2 separate regions of the Anser cygnoides genome follow, and region 2 is linked to region 1. A link is a contact called in public Hi-C data. All regions are on one chromosome and are shown on one strand. Each heading gives the region's core, a stretch centred on a gene start, on an enhancer-like site or on the middle of the called end of the contact. The rest is flanking DNA. Distances are from core to core; before and after follow the strand shown. Region 1 holds the start of TOB2 (transducer of ERBB2, 2). Region 2 holds the start of LUC7L2 (LUC7 like 2, pre-mRNA splicing factor).

Region 1 (2,765 bases), core at 154-2,653:
CCTCTGTAAGTGTTAAAGAGCACTTGTAAGGCCTGTGCTACCTCAAGGGGGGGTTGTGTGATACCACGCTGGACCTTTGGCTTTGAGGCACCTGGGGGAGCAGACAGCTTGGGATCCCAGCAAATTATGAGGGAAGGGAACAGCCAGTTTGCTCATCTTGTGTGGTAAATCCTAATCCTGACCCCAAATTTAGTAAGAAATGAGAATTTGCAGGCTGAGAATGGCACGAAGCCGTGTTTGTCACCACCCTAATAGCAACACAAACGCCTCAGTGCACTTTGAGGGTCCCCATCCTCATCGACCTTCTGCACAAGGCAGCAAGGAGACAACTACAGCTCGCTGCCTCCTCTCCTTCTCCTTTTGTCAAGGAGTCCTCCCCCTGTCTAAAAGAGGCACACTCTGTAAGTTAAGCGTGACGAGAAGGGGTTAATCGGCCTAATGACACCCGCCGTGCCCCCCTGCCCGCCCGCCCCCTCAGGGGGGACACCCGGCGGCCATTAGCGGTGACCCAGCCGCGGCGCCTCCCACCGGCCGCGAGGCACGCTGGGACTTGTAGTCCGCGCGCACCCCCCGCCCCGCCCCGCTCCCCGTGACCTACTTCCCCTCCGAACTACGGCTCCCGGCGTGCCCCGCGCGGGGGGCCCGGCCCGCCGCCCCGGCTCTGCCTCGGCGGGGCAGGGCGCAAAATTTTCCACGGCACATGCGCCCCGCCCGCACCCGCCCCGCAGCGCGGCGCCGGGGGCCGCCGGGCAGCCGCCGCCCCCCTCTCCCCTCCCTCCTCCTCCTCCTCCTCCTTCTTCCCCTCCGCCAGGGCCCGGAGCCCCCGGCCGGGCACGGCCCAAGGACGGGGGGCAGCCGCTGTTTGCCCCCCAGCAGCTGCAGAGCCCCGCAGCAGGGCTGCCCCCCCCCCCCGTTAAGGCGCCTTTGTTACAGCGGGGATGGGCATAAGGGGGTGTAGGGACGGGGGGAGCCCCGACACTGGTGACTTTCACCCCCCCCCCCCCCAAGCCCCGCTGGCCGCCCGGGGGTGAGGGGAGCAGCCCCCAGCGCAGCCCACAAAGGGGCCCCCCCAGCCCCCACTTACTTCGTCCTCGGCTCCGGGCGCTGCTGGGGGGGAGCCCGGGCGCTGCGTGCGGGTCCCTGCCCCGTCCCTCGCCTTCTCCCTGCCCGGCGCTGTCCTGCGGCTCCCTCCGCGGGGCGGGGTCCTTCCTCCGCGGGGCTGCGGCCCGGAGGGGTGCCGGGGGACGGCCGGGAGGTGAGGTGCGGGTACCGCTGCCCTGCGCCGCCGCCGGCCTGGCCTCGCCTCGGCCCGGAGCCGCCCGCGCCCTGGCCCCAAGTGAGCCAACTCACGGCAAACTTTCACCCTTAGCAACCCCGCGCACGGATCCGCGCTGCGCCCCGCGTGATGCGGCCCCGGGGGGCGGGCCGGGACTACTTCCCGCTGCCTCCGCCCCTCCGCGCCTCACGGGGCTGGGGGGGGGCGCTCCGTGTCTGTCTTTTTTCCCTTCCTCCACCACTTTATTTATTTATATATCTATCTATCTATTTATTTATTTATTTGTTATTTCTTCCAGGAGGGGACTGAGCGTGGCTCAAGCGGCAGCGGGGGGAGGGGGGGAGGATTGACCCGCGGCTTAGCCCGGCCCCTGCCCTGCCCGGAGCCCCCTCAGGGATCACCACCGTCCCCTGAGGGGACGAGGCCGAGCCGCTGGAGCCGCCCCCGCGCCTCCACCCCCCCACCCCGGCTCCGCGGACTATTTAGCCACCTCACAGCCGTGCGCCTCCGCCCCCAGCGTAGGGCCGGCCCGGCCGCGGCGGAGGCGGCGAAGGGCCCGCAAGGTGCGCGAGCGGCCCCCGTGCTAAAAATAACTGCGGCGTGTTAGCAACAGCATCCCCATTGGCCGGCCCGGCCCGGCGGCGCCTCCGGATTGGTGCGCCGCCTCAGCCAATGAGCCGCTGGGGGTGTGCGCGCGGCGCGGGGGCCGCCGGGAGTTGTAGTTGCCGGGCGGCGAGGCCCGGCCGCAGGCGGTGTGAGGAGCGCGGGCGGCTGCCACCGCCCCGTCGCGGTCCCTGTCACGGAGCGGCTCGGCCGGCCCTGAGCGGAGCCCGTGAAATCGTCCCCCGTTTTCTTTGGTTCTGAGTTCCCCAGGAAAATCTCATCCCGGAGTCGGGTTTAATCTTGTAATTGGATCTTCTCGGCACACGGGCTGACGTGCAAACGTTGAATTTACACCCGTTTTCAGAAGGGATGAGCACGAGTGCCTCCAAAGCCACTCCCTGTCCCCCTGGTTAAATAATTCTCCATAGCATCTGTCCCCCAAACACTAAAATATCCAGTTACGCTAAACATCAAGCTCCTCTCTTGCCCTACGTCCACCAAGACCTTCAGCATCTTTCTGGGTTTTGCCTCTCCTCCCTTGCCCAGGACCCCTTTACCTGAGGGACTTTAGGTACTGCCTTTGGGATTTTAGGTAATTTGCCACCAAAGAGGATTTTTGAAGCCAGTCAACGCCACACATTAAGAAATCTGTTAAGAAATCTGTCAATACCGTCCTCTCCAGACACTGCAACAGCAGCCACCGTCGCTCATTTTCTCACCGATAAAAAAAAAAAAGCAAAACAACTTTGGAACATTTTTCTTCTGTAGGGGAAGGGAGAGAAGGGGAAGATTTGTAAGAACTATTACGAGCAGCCTTATTTTCATGGCTTCTGGTTTAAAGGGAATTTAGCTACAAAAGAACACATTTTTTCTAATGCTCCCTTGC
Region 2 (2,700 bases), core at 108-2,607, 560 kb after region 1:
TGATATCCTGGGTACGTGAAAACTTGTTACATTTATTTAAAATTCCAAACCCTATCAAAAAAGCTGAAAAGATCATATTGCCCTGGTTCCAAGAGATGACCGGCACGTGCAAAGTAAATCCCAGTTCATATATCCTACCCAGTGCATGGGAACACAGATAATCATTAATAAATCACGAAGCTTCAACAAACACGTAGCATACCTGCGAGAGTGAGTACAACATGCAGAACACTAAAATCATCTGTAACCACAGTCTACCCTCAGGGGCAGCATTCTCTTGTTCATAAATGAGATACTACACATCACACCAGGGCCTCCCCTTCCCTAGCAGTCGCCACACTACCTACACTTACGGATCACTGCCGTTCAAACATCACTGTGGAGCGTGAAAAAAAAAATAAATCTGAGAACCTGTACGCAGTGATAATTTTCTATTTCACGATGTGACCGCAAAGTGATCAGAAGCCTGATTGTAACTACCGTGTCTCTCTGTCTCAGGATTACTGCCTCTAGGTGTTAAAACGTGATTTTCTTTAACAAAGGGGAAAAAAAAAATAGGGGGAGTTCATCCGCTGGGAGCGACTAAACCCTCTCTTTCAGAGAGCAGCAGGCAGACCCACCCAGCCGGCAGAAATGATGGTTTGGGTCAGACTTCAGACTACAGTGACACGAGCGCCCTGCTCCGCCAAAGGGGGGGGGGGGGCTGGGGCTGTTCTGCCCGCGCCCCCCCGCCCGGCCGCGGCTGCCCGCTGCTCCCCGCGGGGCCGAGCCACGCGGCCGGGCCCTGCCGCGGCGCGGTTCCGCTTCTCCGGGGGCCCCGCGGGCAGCGCTCGGCGGCCGGGCTGGGCCTCAAGAGCGGCGGCGGCCCCCGGCGGCCGCATCGTCCCCGCGGGGCCCCGGGCCCGCTCCTAGGGCGGGCGAGCGGGCGGACAACGGCGGCGGCTCGTCGGGCCCCCTCCCGGCCCCCGCCCCGGCTCCGAGCGCGGCCCCGGCCGGGGGGCGCTTACCGTCCCGGGACGTGCCCATGAGCTGGTCCAGCATGGCGCGCATCTGGGCCTGCGCCGACATCTTGAGCGCGGGGGGGGCCCGGCCCGGCCCGGCCGCCTCACGCCGACTGCGGCCTACAAGGCCCGAGGCCCGGCGCGGCCCGAGGCCCTCCCCCTACGCGTCACGGTGCGGGCCCGGGCGGAGCCCCGCTTCCCCGCCGAGGGCACGGGGGGGACGCGGAGGTGCAGCGAGAGCAGCGGGCGCTGACGCTGAGGGCGGAGCGGGGGAGCCTCTGCCCCGCGCCCGGCTCGGTGCCGCCGCCGCCTCCCCTCCCCCCGCCGCTCCTCCCGCCTGCCACGCGCGCGCGCGCCGGCGCTAACGGAAACCCGCGCGCACGCGCCCTCCTCCTCCTCGCCTCCCACCTCCCCGCCAACGTCAGCGCGGCCGGCGCTCGGCGCCCAGCCATTGGCCGCGACGCGCGGCGCGGTGATTGGCGGGGGGGCCCCGCGGAGCCGCTGTGACGCGAGGACCGCTCTGGGCGCCCCGGAGCCTCCCCCCGCGGCCCGCCGCCATCTTAGGGGGCAGCGCTGCGGGCGGCCGGGCGCCTCGCGTCCCTGCCGGCCTCTGCTGGCCCCAGCGCCCCGGGCCTGAGGGGCTGCTCCGCCCGCCCGCTGCCCCGGGGCTGGGCTGGTGTTAACTAAGGGGAGAGGCGAGCGAGGGCACGCGTTGAGGGGAAGCGGTTTGGCTCGCAGCGCGTTTCTGACAGCACGCTTTGTCTTCCCTCCCGGCAAAGCCCAGCCAAGCGCTCTTTTGTTGGTCGTTCTTTATTAAGCTCCTCCCGCAATTACAGCCCAGCCTCGCATTTACAGCCGTTGTAAGTCACCCTTGGTACAGGTTTCTTAAGCATCTGGCACAGAACAAGCCTCTTCTGACAACTGAAACCAATGTTTCTTTCCTTATAAAAAGAAGCTTGCTGTTCCAGGTCGCAGGACAAGAAAACAGCATTATCGCTTGGACTGTAACTCACTGTCGTCTGACTTACACATCTGGTGTTACTGACAGGCATCACTTCACTGCTTAAGGAAGCTTCTCCAAGATTCACAGTGAAACAGGCACAAAAGGCCTAGTCTGAGCCAACCACTTCAAGACATTCAGAAATTTGCAGTTCACTAGGAAGCAGTATTCTGAGTCATTATCACTAGGTCATTGCCACGGATGAAAATCTTCAAGGTGAGGAAGTAGTACAGCAGCACTCACAAGAACCTTCTAATGCCCCAAAGAAAGGGCCTTTCCTTTGGGAATTGGAATTGGAAATCGGGCTTTTCCTTTTCCATTGGAAAATTCCCAATGTACAGAACATGGCAGGAAAACCCTACAGAAAATGGGCAAATCCCTTCACCTACAGATTTAGGGGAAGAAAAGAAAGTTTTAACTGCCTTACGATAGCTGGACAGTGAGGTTTTTAGCCTAGTTTTCTATTATAGGTAACCCCTTCATTCCCTGAGGCTGCCTGTCACACCGGACACCCAGACGAAGAGGCAGGTCGGATACACTCGATAACCACCGGGAGGGGATCCCCTCTTGCTCCCCTTTCACCCCACACCCGCTGACTGAAAACCTCCAAGAAACACAAGCCAGCAGGGCCTCGGCGGCTCCCCTACCGGGGCACGTTTATTGGGGAACCGACGGCAGGCGCACGGCGGCCGCTTCAGC

Evidence for each region. A called contact is a pair of places that touch in the nucleus more often than the background predicts.
Region 2: a Hi-C map of liver shows a contact between it and region 1, with 1.9 times the contacts expected there. The contact joins the promoter of LUC7L2 here to the promoter of TOB2 in region 1. A contact is called at or near these places in 2 of 7 Hi-C or Micro-C datasets (both in liver).

What each region holds. Positions count from the first base shown.
Region 1 is chr1:43,953,376-43,956,140 of Taihu_goose_T2T_genome, forward strand. It overlaps TOB2 (transducer of ERBB2, 2), which reads right to left and starts at 1,404. Exons shown (of 2, transcript XM_048078792.2): 1 at 1,085-1,404.
Region 2 is chr1:44,509,734-44,512,433 of Taihu_goose_T2T_genome, forward strand. It overlaps LUC7L2 (LUC7 like 2, pre-mRNA splicing factor), which reads right to left and starts at 1,358. Exons shown (of 10, transcript XM_048078893.2): 1 at 1,008-1,358. The coding sequence starts at 1,068. FMC1 (formation of mitochondrial complex V assembly factor 1 homolog) reads right to left here. Exons shown (of 2, transcript XM_048078896.2): 2 at 2,632-2,700. The coding sequence ends at 2,696.